2 separate regions of the Gossypium hirsutum genome follow, and region 2 is linked to region 1. A link is a contact called in public Hi-C data. All regions are on one chromosome and are shown on one strand. The core of a region is the stretch at or near the end of the contact, and the rest is flanking DNA. Distances in the headings are between cores, read along the strand shown. Region 1 holds the start of LOC121220098 (homeobox protein BEL1 homolog). Region 2 holds the start of LOC121220109 (rho GTPase-activating protein 2).

Region 1 (6,694 bases), core at 668-3,167:
AATCAAGCCAAGACGAGCTTGAATATTGTCAAGCTCGAGTTTGAGCTCGATACTCAACTCGACCTTAATCAAATTTTTATTTTTAAGCTCAAATTCAGTTCAGGATATAATCAACCTACTTGAGCTCGATTAAACTTGTTTACTAATTTTTGTATTCGAGCTTAAACTCAAGCTTGAGCTTGGTTCAATAATTAAGCTTAAGATTAATAATACATATTAAGGGCAATAATGTAATTTAATAATATACAAATATGAAAAGCTCGATAAAGCTCACGAACCATTCGAAACAAGTATTACTAAGCTCGAATTCGACTCGATTGATAGCTCAAGCTCGACACAATAATTATCGAATTGAGTTTAAATTTTTTCGAGTCGAACTCAAGTAACTTGCGAGCACCAATATCTAATTTACACCTCTAGTCCCATCTCATGGGCAATGAAAGGAGTGATAGGTAATAGAGAAATTGATTAAAAATTATGTGGACAAATAAAAACATTGGACCACACCCTCATAGTCATCACTATATTCTCCTTGTGGTTCGGATGAACGTTCTTTCATTTTTTATAAATTCTGAAAAATATATTGATACAATGCTTACTTTTACTCATAAATTTTTTTCAACCCTTAAATTGGAAGAAAAAAAATACTTAACTGTGCTTGAATTCACGTCCACCTCGTTGTTACAATAACAACCGTACCAACAAAGCTAAAGTTATATTTTTAGATTTTATATATTCTGATCACTTTCTATAACTTTTAAAATATATATTAGTTTTTAAATATATTTTTATGGATTTTTATATATTTTTTATTTTTATAATTTGTTAAAAATAATATATTTGATATTTTTTTTAATTGTCATATATTTTGGGATTTTTTATATTTTCCTTTTATATATTTTTTTATTTTTAATACAATTCCTGTTTCTATGCATAATCCTTCCAACCCTTAAATTGTAAGAAAAATGTGTTTAAATACACTAAAAATCGTGTCCTTTGTATTGTTGCAATAACAAATGTCCCAACAAAGCTAAAGTTATATTTTTGGATTTTTATATATTTCTTTGCTTTTTTATATTTTAAAATTTTATATTAGACTTAAAATATATTTTTATGGATTTTTATATTTTAAATTTTTTGTTAAAAATTACATATAATTGATTTTTTTTAAATTGTTATATATTTTTAGGTTATTTTATATTTTATGGATTTTTGTATATTTCTTTTACATAAATTTTTATATTTTTTTAATGCAATTCTTACTTCTACTCATAACCTTTCTCAACCCTTAATTTGGAGGGAAAATGCACTTAACTGTGCACAAACTCATGTATTCTTTGTTGCTACAATTATAACGATACCAACAAAGTTAAAGCTATATTTTTGAATTTTTATATTTTTATATTCTATAATTTTTACGTATGTTTTTACATTACATATCTTATTTTTCTATTTTTAAATTTATATATTTTGTAAAAAAGAACATGTTTTCATTGGCCAAATTAATTTTCCGAAAGTAACACTTTTTTTTTAAGGTTTGTTAAATAACTGGACTAAAATTTTATGGGAATGATACTTTAGGGACAAAATGGTAAAAAAAAATATAGAGGACTAAATCATTAATTAAGCTTAAAAAATTAAAAATTATTTAAGAAAAATTAAATGTGGCGGCTGGTAGTTTTGATAGCGAAATACTAGGGATTACTTTTATGTGCACCTGCTTTAGTAATTTGGAAAGCAGAATATTATCTTTTTAATCAATATTATTTTACTCTAATATCAAACATTTTACTAGTTCATTATTTTATTCCTTGATTCTAAGTTTATTTTATTGTTCTTTGTGAAATAATTGAGGTGGATCGATGGAGGATTTTTTTTTACTAGGGTAGGATACCTATTTTGGCTTTTTTCACATCGTTAATGCATTGACCCCTTTGAGCTAGAGTGGATATAGAGAAGAAAAGGCAACCATACATGGAAAAAGGAGAGAGAAAGAGGCATATATGAGAAACTATGATCACGGCTACATACAAGGGTCAGCATCCCACCTCTATATCTGATCTGCTATTAGAAACTTCGTTAACAAAAGTCCATCTTTGTTTTAATCCTTCGTGGATTGAATCTTGATGGAATTGTAATTGCAGAATCAGCATAAACTTTTTTATCAGTATCTTAGAAGCAAGTGGGCAAGAGAAGCATAAAAGAAAGGAAGATCAAAAGAAGAAAAAAAAAACTTTGGGTTACATGGTTAGAGAGCTCTGTGAAGATAAACCAAGGAATATTGTCTCATCAACTGGGTTTTGTTACTCAGATGTTTCATCTGGTAGCTCCCATCCGGTGAGTCAGATCCAAGGCTTTGAATCCAACCCAGACCCAGATATCTTCAACTTGGCAACAGGCATGGAGATGATAGGGTTTTCAAAGAATCTACCGCAACAAGGTGACAGTTACACGGCGGTGTGGAAAGGGTCCTTGAACAAACATGGAAGCAACCCTGATCCTTCATCCAATACAATCAATGAGTCAAAAAGCGATTTCTATCAACATGAATTCAACAAACCTGAGTTCACAGCTGGGATATCTGAAACTGAGACTAGTACTGGGAATCTAATAGTGGGAGCGGAGACAGGTCCTTGGCAAGAGAACAGGTTGCTTGTTGATGATTCTTCTTATAGATGTGTTTTTCCTTGTGAAGGAAACGAGAGGCCAAGTCAGAGTCTTTCACTCTCTCTTTCATCAAATAATCCTTCGACTATCGGCCTACAGTCTTTCGAACTCAGACAAACCACCAGTCACAGCAATCATGATCAGCAACATGATATGAGGTTTATTGGTTCAAATTCTAGAGATGGTTTCTTCGAAAAGGCTGCAAATATCCAACAGCAACAACAACAAGCCATCCAAAGCGAATTTCTGGAAGAAGCTGCGAATTTACATCATCAGGGGCAGTTCCAAGTGGGGAGTTCAAAGTTCTTGGTCCCAACTCAGGAACTTTTGAATGAGTTTTGCAGCCTCGGCACAACGCAAGTTGATGCATCAAAGGAAAAACAGATCCATAAGACCAAACAGTGTGATGATGACAATGGAGCCAGTTCTTCATGGAAGCAACCCCTTTATTCCCTTAACTTCATGGAGTTGCAGAAAAGAAAAACCAAGCTGCTTTCAATGCTGGAAGAGGTGTTACATGTGTATTTCACTTTCAACTTTTTATCCTCAAAGATCATTACTTTTTTTCCAAAACTTTTTTTTTTAAATAAAAAAGTCATGAAATTTTATTTTACTGGGTGTTGATTGAAATGGGGATCTCCATATTTGGTTTCTTGAACTAATTTATTGACTTGGGTCCTTCCCATAAATGCCGACACCGTGACAATTCTTGCTTTTCATTTACTTTCAGGAACCTCAAATCCTTTTTCTTTTACCATGCCTTTGTTTTGTATGTATCCCCATGCTTATTTTTCACTCCTGTATCCCTTCCTCTCTTCTCATGTATCTTTAGGTGGATAGAAGATACAGACACTATAGTCATCAAATGAAAGCAGTGGTGTCTTCCTTCGAAGCAGTGGCTGGCAGCGGGGCTGCGTCAGTATATTCAGATTTAGCCTCCAAGGCCATGTCAAGACATTTTAGATGCTTAAGGGATAGGATTGTTGGTGGGATTCAAGCTACAAGGAAGGCCATCGGAGAAAAAGACCCGGTTGCACCTGGCACAAGGAGAGGCGAAACACCAAGGCTGAAGATCATAGATAAAGCTTTGAGGAAACAAAGGTGTTTTCAACAGATGAACATGATGGAGAATCAGCCATGGAGACCCAAAAGAGGCCTACCTGAGAGATCTGTTTCTGTTCTTCGAGCTTGGTTGTTTGAGCATTTTCTTCACCCGTAAATATCTCTATTTCTCTCCTTCATACTACAAGACTCAATCATTTTATTTTTGTCATCTTATTTCCATCAATAGCTTCCTTTTCCTATATATTTGATTGGGTCAACTTCTCTCTCTTATTTTAATTAACGTAGATTTGATTCCGTTAAGATATATTTATGTATAGGGCCCATCTTTCCCTTACCATCCATGGCTGGTGCCAAGTTTCAATACTAACTACGAATTTCCATTAATTGAAGGTATCCCAGTGATGTTGATAAACATATCTTAGCCCGCCAAACTGGTCTCTCAAGAAGCCAGGCATGTTATTTTATTTTCTTAAACTCCCCATGAATTAATCTATGTTATCAATGGAGCATGTCTTGTTGGGATCTTAAATATTTATTATTATCATATGCAATTATTTTATTTGTATCATATCAAGATATCATAATACTATAGTTGATCATTCATAATATTATAGTTTCAATTCATGTTTTCAATAGGTATCCAATTGGTTCATTAATGCGAGGGTAAGGCTATGGAAACCAATGGTGGAAGAAATTTACATGGAAGAAACGGAGGAGCACGAAAACAATATGGCCTCCTCAGATGCAGTTACTACTATCGATGGTGATGATAATATTGGCCGGCCTAATCCAAATATTCTTCTCACCGATCAGAAACCCACACCGGACCAGCTCGTTCGAATTGATTCAGAATGTCTATCTTCAATTGTCAGTAATGACCCAGAAAAAAATGATGCAAAAAGTGCCAAAACCCTTCAAAACCAGCACTTGCATCAACATCATTATCAGAAACAAAGTTTTGAAACCTCTGGTATAATGGAGTTGGACTTCTCTTCCTACAGTCATCATCACACATCGGGTGGAGCATCTTATAATGGAAGTGATTACAATGCTAACCAAAGTTGTTTCAATGGCGGAGGAAGTGTATCATTGACGTTAGGGTTGCAACAACATGGTGGGACTGGGGTGAGCTTAGCCTTCTCGCCTGCAGCACAAAGTTCAATTTTTTACCCTAGGGACCACATTGAAGATTGTCAACCAGTACAGTACTCACTTCTTGATGGTGAAGCACAGCATTTGCCTTACAGGAGCTTGATTGGTGCACAGTTGCTTCATGATTTCACTGGATAGCTAGGTATTAGAGAAAAAAGAAAGAATGGAAATGGTAGATAAGTAGTTTAGGCAACAATGGTAAATACTGAATACATATATATAGCTACATTAATTTAATGGCTGGTAGCTAGCTCTTTTGAATTGGAAGAGCATGTCTATTTACTACAAGGCTAACTTGGAATTATTACCAGCTATTGATGCTAGGTTATACAGATATTTGTTTCCTCTTTGGGTTGAATCTGTTTTGCTAAATCTTTAACCTATTACATCACTTTGTTAGTCTCTTTCTCTATCTGCCTAAGTGTTTCAATTCAACTTTTCAACATTTTCTTTTGGGGCCCAACTAGATATTTTTTATTTTCGTTTTTTCGCCTTTTATATAAAGAAAAATTAATTTAGCTACACAATTTGGTTTGAGGGACCTTAGCTTTTTAGATCAAGACAACTCCCCCCACATAAGAATTACAGGATATTTGTGGTGGTTTCAATTGTTGTGGTCCCTAATTCATCTTCAAGGAACTGATATTTCATGTAAACTACCAACATGCTTTTATGGTTTTATGCTACTGATGGAAAGCTACCTTTACTAGCTTCTTTTTATAAAAATTCATTAGGTTTTTTTTCTTCTTCTTCTTCTTTTTTTACACAAAAAGGGTTGATTTGAAAAGGAAAACCCCTAATGAATTTCCATTTCCCAACAATAAATTATTGCAAATCACCTAGTTGCTACACAGCAAATAAACCCCAATTCCACACTCTATTTTTAGCTGTGGTCTATAATTCATAGCTAGATATCTAAAAACAGTTTGTATTAAAGGAAGAAGTTATTGCAGGAAGATTGTGCCCTAATAAGAAGTAGGCTTTTCAATCTTGCATGGAATTTGACTTTAACAAAATAGGCAAATTATTAATCTACTAAAAGCATGGGAGTTTAACCTAACAAAAACTAGAAACATGCAGTTAAATCAACCATTACAGTTATTGCATGCATTAATGAATTAATAATGAGTTAAAGACTGCAATAGCATAAATATATGCTTCCTTATAATACTTGTACATTCTTAATATATTATGTTTTAATCATTCTTCTAAATTGTGAAAAAAATAAAATAAAATGCATGATTTTTTTAAGGCTATAAACTTTAAATCATATAGGTTTTTTTTTAGTAATTTATGGCGTCTTTTTACTTAAAATGTAATATTAATTTCAAGTATTTAATAATTAATTGGGTAAATTTTGTTCATATTAAGATTATGGGCATGATTTAATTAAGAATGTAATTTTGTGCTATTTTGCATTAAATCCATGCATAAATTAATTATTTTATGCTACATATTAATTTTGATTTCATTGTTGCAATTGGACCGAGGACTTATGCATAATTGCAGCGTTAGATGTAATAATTGAGATAGAGTGGAAGGGATCTGGTTTGATTGTTGTTGAAATCAGGTCACTGGTGGCGTATAACTGGTTATTGAACAAAGACAGGAGACCTTGGTCGCAACAAACTACATTCGTAGATATGGAAATGAGACTAGCCTGTGTGGGTGAGGTAGCATTTTCAAAAGCAGAGCAGCATGGCAATGAAATGGCAGAAATATTAGTGACAACAAGTATTAATCGCAAGGTTATGTTCAAGGCGTGGTGGTGAATGTTAGATTGGTAATCGGATTGTCTAGTTTTCATGTT
Region 2 (6,472 bases), core at 178-2,677, 320 kb before region 1:
GGTAATTGCATATAGATGTAATACTAAGTACTAAAGTTGGGACGAAAATGAAAATAATGAAAACCTGAAGCCCTCCTTGTGAATAAAGCCGCTCCTGCATCAGCAACAGTATAGTGGGGACGCTGTTCCCTTTTGGATCCAATGAGCATTGCATTGATTCCGCTGAGACCCCAAACACACTCGCACTGCAAGGAAAAAATATATCTGCAATTAAGGACTACGTGGGTAAAATATAGAGAAAAGTGATAAAAGAGGATATTCTGGTTGGTCCTTCTACAATACTCAGATTTGGGATTTAGTCCCGGTACTTTAATTTGTCATAATTTAATCCACTTTTTATAATCCCATTAGATAGTTCAAATTTGGTTAAAATTTTGAATTTTTTTTTAAAGCACCTCTTTTGTCTGAAATGTATTTTTTGTGTTAAAAAAGAAAAATTCATGTTAGTATATTAACAGAAATAATTAACGGCCCTAATTATGCTAAGGGATCAAAACGATAATTTAACCTAAATTTGATTTCAGATAATTATCAAACAAAATTTCTTTGAAAATCCAAAATTTTTTCACAATAAATATTGGTAGATATTTTTTTAAAAATGACTACAACATTAAATCAAAAGATATCAATACATAAAATAGAGATTATTATTTTATAAAAATTATATATAAATATATAACAGTTAAATATAATTAAGGCAAAAGGTCTAACTAGAAATTATAGTTTAATTAAAAATTTGCATATCTTTCTGGTGATTCCTTTTTTAAGTTTCTAGTTACTAAAAAGGAGAAAGAAAATTTTCATAAAAAATAATATGGTAAATTGCATTTCTAGTCCTCCAAAAAATTGACAATTCAATTTAAAATTTTGAGCATAAAATATTCACTCTAGCGCTTCATATTTGTATTTTAAAAAAATAAACACTTGAAATATATTTAAAAAAGAAGAAGAAACAACAAGGAGAAATTACCTAGCAGATGGAACCCGACCCGGTACCTCAACTTGGAATTCAAGGGGAAGACCCAAGAACCCATTGAAGCGATCAAAGGTAACATGGCTTACGTGTCGTACGTTGGTTGGCCACCCGATTTCCATGTTATTAACGGCGGAATGCATCGCTTCATCTTCTCCATCAACACGACAGGACACCATGGATTTCCTTAAAACGGCTAAAAGCAACGCCGCAACGGAAATCTGGTTCTGCTGCTGCTCTTCCTCGGAGTTCTTAGCTCGTCGCTTCTTACCACTGCCACCACCACCGCAGCCACCTCCTTTGGTCACCATTACTGGAGCAGTCATTATCTCAATCGGCTTTGGATTTCTCTCTCCCTCTTAAGAATCACGAGGTTTTAAATTTCGTAACGAGTTATTTGTTGTGTTGCATTTAAGTACAAGAGAGTTTGCGAGTGAAAAAGGTTTTATTTATTTATTTATTTATTTATTACTAACGGCCACTTGTTTTTCAAATTTTATCTTTTTTACTTTATCTACAGTAAACATTAGCATTTGGCCTTGTGGTTGTCCTAATATTTCGAGAATGCCACGTACCCAAAACGCACAATTATACGGACTTTTCTGGTTAAATTTCGCTTTTAGTCCCTCTATTATATGTAGGCTGTAGATTTAGTCTCTGCACTTTAATTTAGTCATTTTTAATAATATACTTTTGACTTTTAAAATTTCAGTCTTGACTAAATGGTAATTGTTAAATTCATTAAGTTCTTCTATTTTCTAAGTTTGGTATTGCTAATATATTATTATTATGTCAACTTGTTATTTTCACATTTTATTAATGGACTTAACAATTGTAGTCTGCGTCAATCTAAAATTTTGAAAGTTGAAAAGCATAGAAAATAAAATCGGTCCAATTGGAGAACATGAATTAAATCTATAACTTTATGTATAATACAAGACTATTTATAAAATTTACCTGTTATCGTTTGGATTGATATTATAATTTCAAAATCTAAAAAGTATAGGGACTAAATTTGACCAAATTTATATATATATATATTAAAATTGACAAAATTAAAATGCAAAAACTAAATCGAGAGTATAGGATTAATAATAGAATTTGACCTAATCTTTTTTATCCCTTAGTTTGATTCGAAAAGTTTAATTACTTTTGGTTATATTATTAAATATATCATTATTTATGAAAATTGAATTAATTCAAAATTACATATAAAAAATTACTCAAAATAAAAATTCACATATAAATTCATGTTAAATTAAAATTGATTTAGTTTCATGAAAAAAATGTAATATAATAGACAAATACAGTTGAAATGTTAAAAAATATATTAAAATTTTGAAAATTTTAATTCAATAATATTTTTTATTTATTTGTCTTTACTTATTTAAAACATAATATAAATCATTAATAATAATCATAAAATTGATATAAGTATAATCTAAAAGGTAAACAACACTTAAATAATAAACTATTAGTAATTTTACGTTTTGGTGATTCAATTTTTAAAAGTTATAAAATGATCATTGAATCATTCAAAAATTCTCATTTAAGCCACAAAATTATATGAAAATTTTTATTTAAGTCACAGATTGTTAAGTATTATTTTAAAGTTCGGCTAGCGAGCTCCTAGTAATAATTAGTACGGTCGATCAATACCCATTGACAAGTAGAAGAATATATCTTAGATCCAAGTCGATATGACGATCAATGCTGAAGATCAGAGAAGAAGTTTGTTTGGATTTTGGTTCATAGATTCATGACATTCAAAGTTGTTTTATGAAAAAAAAAACTAAACTGTAGAAAAGAAAGGGAATGGAAGCTTTCAATTGGTGCAAGTGGTATGAACAGAGAAGGCCATATAATAATGCTTTTAATAGTTTAGTAACTTAAATGAAAACTTTTAAAAAGTTCAATGACCATTTAAATTACTAATTTTTAAAAATTATTATTCCATTTAAAAGAAATTATATACACTCAACAGAGTTTTTTTCACCATTGATAATTAGTAAGTGTATGATTTGGTGTTTATCGTGGACAAAGCTAGGAATTTGTTATTGAAGTTAAAATAAAATTTTATTAGTTTGGGGAGCCAAAGGTAAACTTTTTTTTAAGACTTAAATTTAATATTTTATAAGTAAAAGGACTAAAAATGGCATTATACCAATAATCTAAGGCTCAAGGCCATTCCCTGGTGTTTATTATTTATAATTGATTTACTAATCAATTATAATTAAAATCAGGATAGATGTCAAATTTATATATGAGATTTGGTACGACGTGTATTTGATACATGAATTTTGATTTGAATTGATTTTTATATGTATACATAAAATTTTAATTTTAATTCAATTGTACACGTTTTAAAAAATAAATACATACATTTATTTTCACATTGGAATAATATAATTCTTTAATTATGTAATATATCAATGTAAAATGGTGCTAATTCGATAATATTGTAAATGATTTGTGAAAATTGAATCAAAATTTAAAGTATAAAATTGCACAAAATTAAAGTTCACGTGTGATATTACACATTGGATCAAAGTTTATGTATATGGCATAAAATCACTTATAAAATTTTAAAAAAAAAAGAGTGCTAATATCTTTTTATTTGAAACCACTAATAATAGGATGGTATTTTTAAAATACAAATATTAATCTATACCCAAATTAAAATACAGGATGTTTGTGTTTTTTCTAAATTAAGTTTTTGTCTTTAAATTTTTAATAAAATATTAATGTTGGGGAAAAATCAAGAGTTGATTTATTTTTATTTTTAAGGAATGAGAATTAAAAAGGTAAAAACTACTAATTTAGATTAATTAATTAAAAAAACCCCTAATGACAATACTCATTTCCCAAAGAAATCCTGAAAAACCAACATTTGGCTCTTCAATGTTGTCTACTTTTGATTGGAAAATTAATATATAAGTAATTAAATAAAGGCAAATAGAGCCGTTGACGAAAAATGAGTGGGGCTTGGGATAAAAAGGCAAAGGACAATCTTTGATTTGATACTTTATATTTCCAATAAGGTTTACTTCCTTTCTTTTATGTCTTTCATTCCCTCCCGTGATTGAAGGAATGACCTCATATTATGGTTTTATTCATAAATTGGTCCCTAAATTCGGATTACTCTTTAGTGGCACCTCAATTATTAATTTTATCCTAGTTTACCAAAAACAAAAACAATAGCAGCCTGTAAGGACATGACACCTGGTGTGCTTTTATGGGAAAACATATTCGTTTTGGATGAAATTGGACAAATTTGATAATTTAAGTAGACAAAAAATCTTTAAGGACCAAGGTAAAATTGAAGTGTAGTTTAGGGGCTAATTTACTAATATAACTTATATTATATTTCTTTATGCATTTAAAATGAACAGTATGCTCTACAAAAATATAAAATGATAAAGTTACACGGATTAAAATTTGCTAAATTTGGTCAAAATTTTCAGTTAGTCCTTGTGCATTTTTTTAAGTTGTGCATTTAATTCTTGTACTTTAATTTAATCAACTTTAGCCCCTAGATTTTAATTTCGAATTTCAAAATTTTAATCTTAATGCTTACGATAGCCATTAAATCCATTATCTGACTTTTTTGTGATTACATGTGTAATAATATATTTGCCACATTAGATTTTGGAAATACCATAATCTAATGAATTTAACAACTACTATTTAATAAGGACTGAATCGAAAAGTATATGGATTGAAAATGATCACTAATAACAAATTTAACCGCTAAATTTATTTCAGTCACGTAAGATTAAGTAATAAATTTGTACTGTACCCCTTTATTAATTTTGTTTTAACCCTAATGAATTTTATCTTAACTTTTTAAACAAAAGGGCCCATCCAACCACTGTCATGATTTCCCTTTAAAAAGCAATAAGCAATATTTAATTAAGGGTAATCCAGTTGGCACTAGAAATGGAAATCATGATTAAGGAAGCAACCAATGTGGAAAACAAAGTTAAATATAATGTATACTTTTATATTTCATCTCTCTATTTTATCAATTTCAATATATATATATAGCTTCTTAAAATTTGATTCTCTTAATTTACATAAATGGAGAAACTAATTTATTCAAAAACTTTTAAATTTTACTATTAAATTGCTAACTTAAAAATCATTACTTCAACATGAATGAGGAATTGGTATTGCTGGTTAAAGTGGTTGTTGGAACGATAGAAATGTGCAAGTGTATACAGTCGTGACAAGACAGGAACTGTTAAACACTCTTTAAAGTTGAAAGTGTGGTGCAAATAAATAAAAGCGAATTAGCTATCAAATGTAATATGCTGAAAATTATAAAATTAAAATGAACACAAAAAATGCAAGTCTTGAAGAGTTTATCACAATTAGCATGCTTCTGTTAGAACAATCGTCCTTCTAACTGTTTAAAGATGTTATGCAAATTCCATAACTAAATTGATCATTTATTAACCCTAATCAAAATTAGTAAAATATTTAGCTTAATTAATTATTAAACCTATGTTTAATAGACTTAGAATTCATAAGCTAAACATATTACAAGGTTATGTAAGGTAATAATAATTTTGGTATTATTACAAATTCAATCCATACATAATTAAACATTACACCATGCAAGAAGTGTGTCGATTAAGTAAAATCTGGTTAAGATTAATTAATTAATTAATTTATAAATCTCTTTTACATTAAACATACATAAGAAATTGAATGGTGATTTTACTTACATGAATAAATTGATTAAAAGCACAAAACAACTATTAACAGAATTGAATAAAGTAATCTATGAAAAACAGATCATTCTAACACTAACAAATTTAAGTAATCATGATTATATTAGAAAGAAAAAAACTTAGTTGAAATCATGTTTATGAATTGAACAAGAACAAAAATTAAAAGGGAAGAAGAAACTCTAGTCAATTATGGATGTTCCCGAGGCATAAATTGCTTGCTCCCACCTTGAATCTTCTGTCTTGCTGTCGCAACTAAGCCAAGCACCCTCAATATAGCCAAATTATGGCTACTCTCAAGGCCTCACAAACTCTTTCTCAAGAGGAAGAAAAAGGGTATGGAAAAGAGAGAAAAGGAAGAATGAATGGGATGCTTTGAAAGGCAAATAAGGGTCCTATTTATACTAGTTGGTGATGGCTAAAAATCGCATTTAGGACCCTTGAACTTCTCCGGCCATATATTGTGGAGAAAGGGGTTGGGTGGTTTTGCCATAATTAGCTAGATGCTTGAATGTGAAAGCTTAAGAAGTGGAGGGGTTTTGCAGTTGTTTAAATTAGCTGTTTCAGCTTAAAATAGCTGATTTGGGCAGCAAATTGGGTCGACTTGGGCTGCTCTCTCTCTTTTGGGTCAGTTCCCTTCAAGTTGACCTTTTTGGGCCCCATTCTCTACATAAAGTTGTCCAATTAAATCACCATAATTGAGAGCTGGGCCAATTGCATTGTACGAGTCCAAAATTAAGTTTTTTTTCGGGCGTCCGTAGCTGTT

What was found. A called contact is a pair of places that touch in the nucleus more often than the background predicts.
Region 2: a contact with region 1 is called in a Hi-C map of leaf, with 2.2 times the contacts expected there. The contact joins the promoter of LOC121220109 here to the promoter of LOC121220098 in region 1. A contact is called at or near these places in 3 of 34 Hi-C or Micro-C datasets (hypocotyl and leaf).

What each region holds. Positions count from the first base shown.
Region 1 is chrD08:45,224,791-45,231,484 of Gossypium_hirsutum_v2.1, reverse strand. LOC121220098 (homeobox protein BEL1 homolog) reads left to right here and starts at 1,917. Exons shown (of 4, transcript XM_041099290.1): 1 at 1,917-3,177; 2 at 3,500-3,882; 3 at 4,132-4,183; 4 at 4,369-5,242. The coding sequence starts at 2,245. The coding sequence ends at 5,022.
Region 2 is chrD08:45,544,139-45,550,610 of Gossypium_hirsutum_v2.1, reverse strand. LOC121220109 (rho GTPase-activating protein 2) reads right to left here and starts at 1,427. Exons shown (of 4, transcript XM_041099298.1): 1 at 971-1,427; 2 at 65-185. The coding sequence starts at 1,299.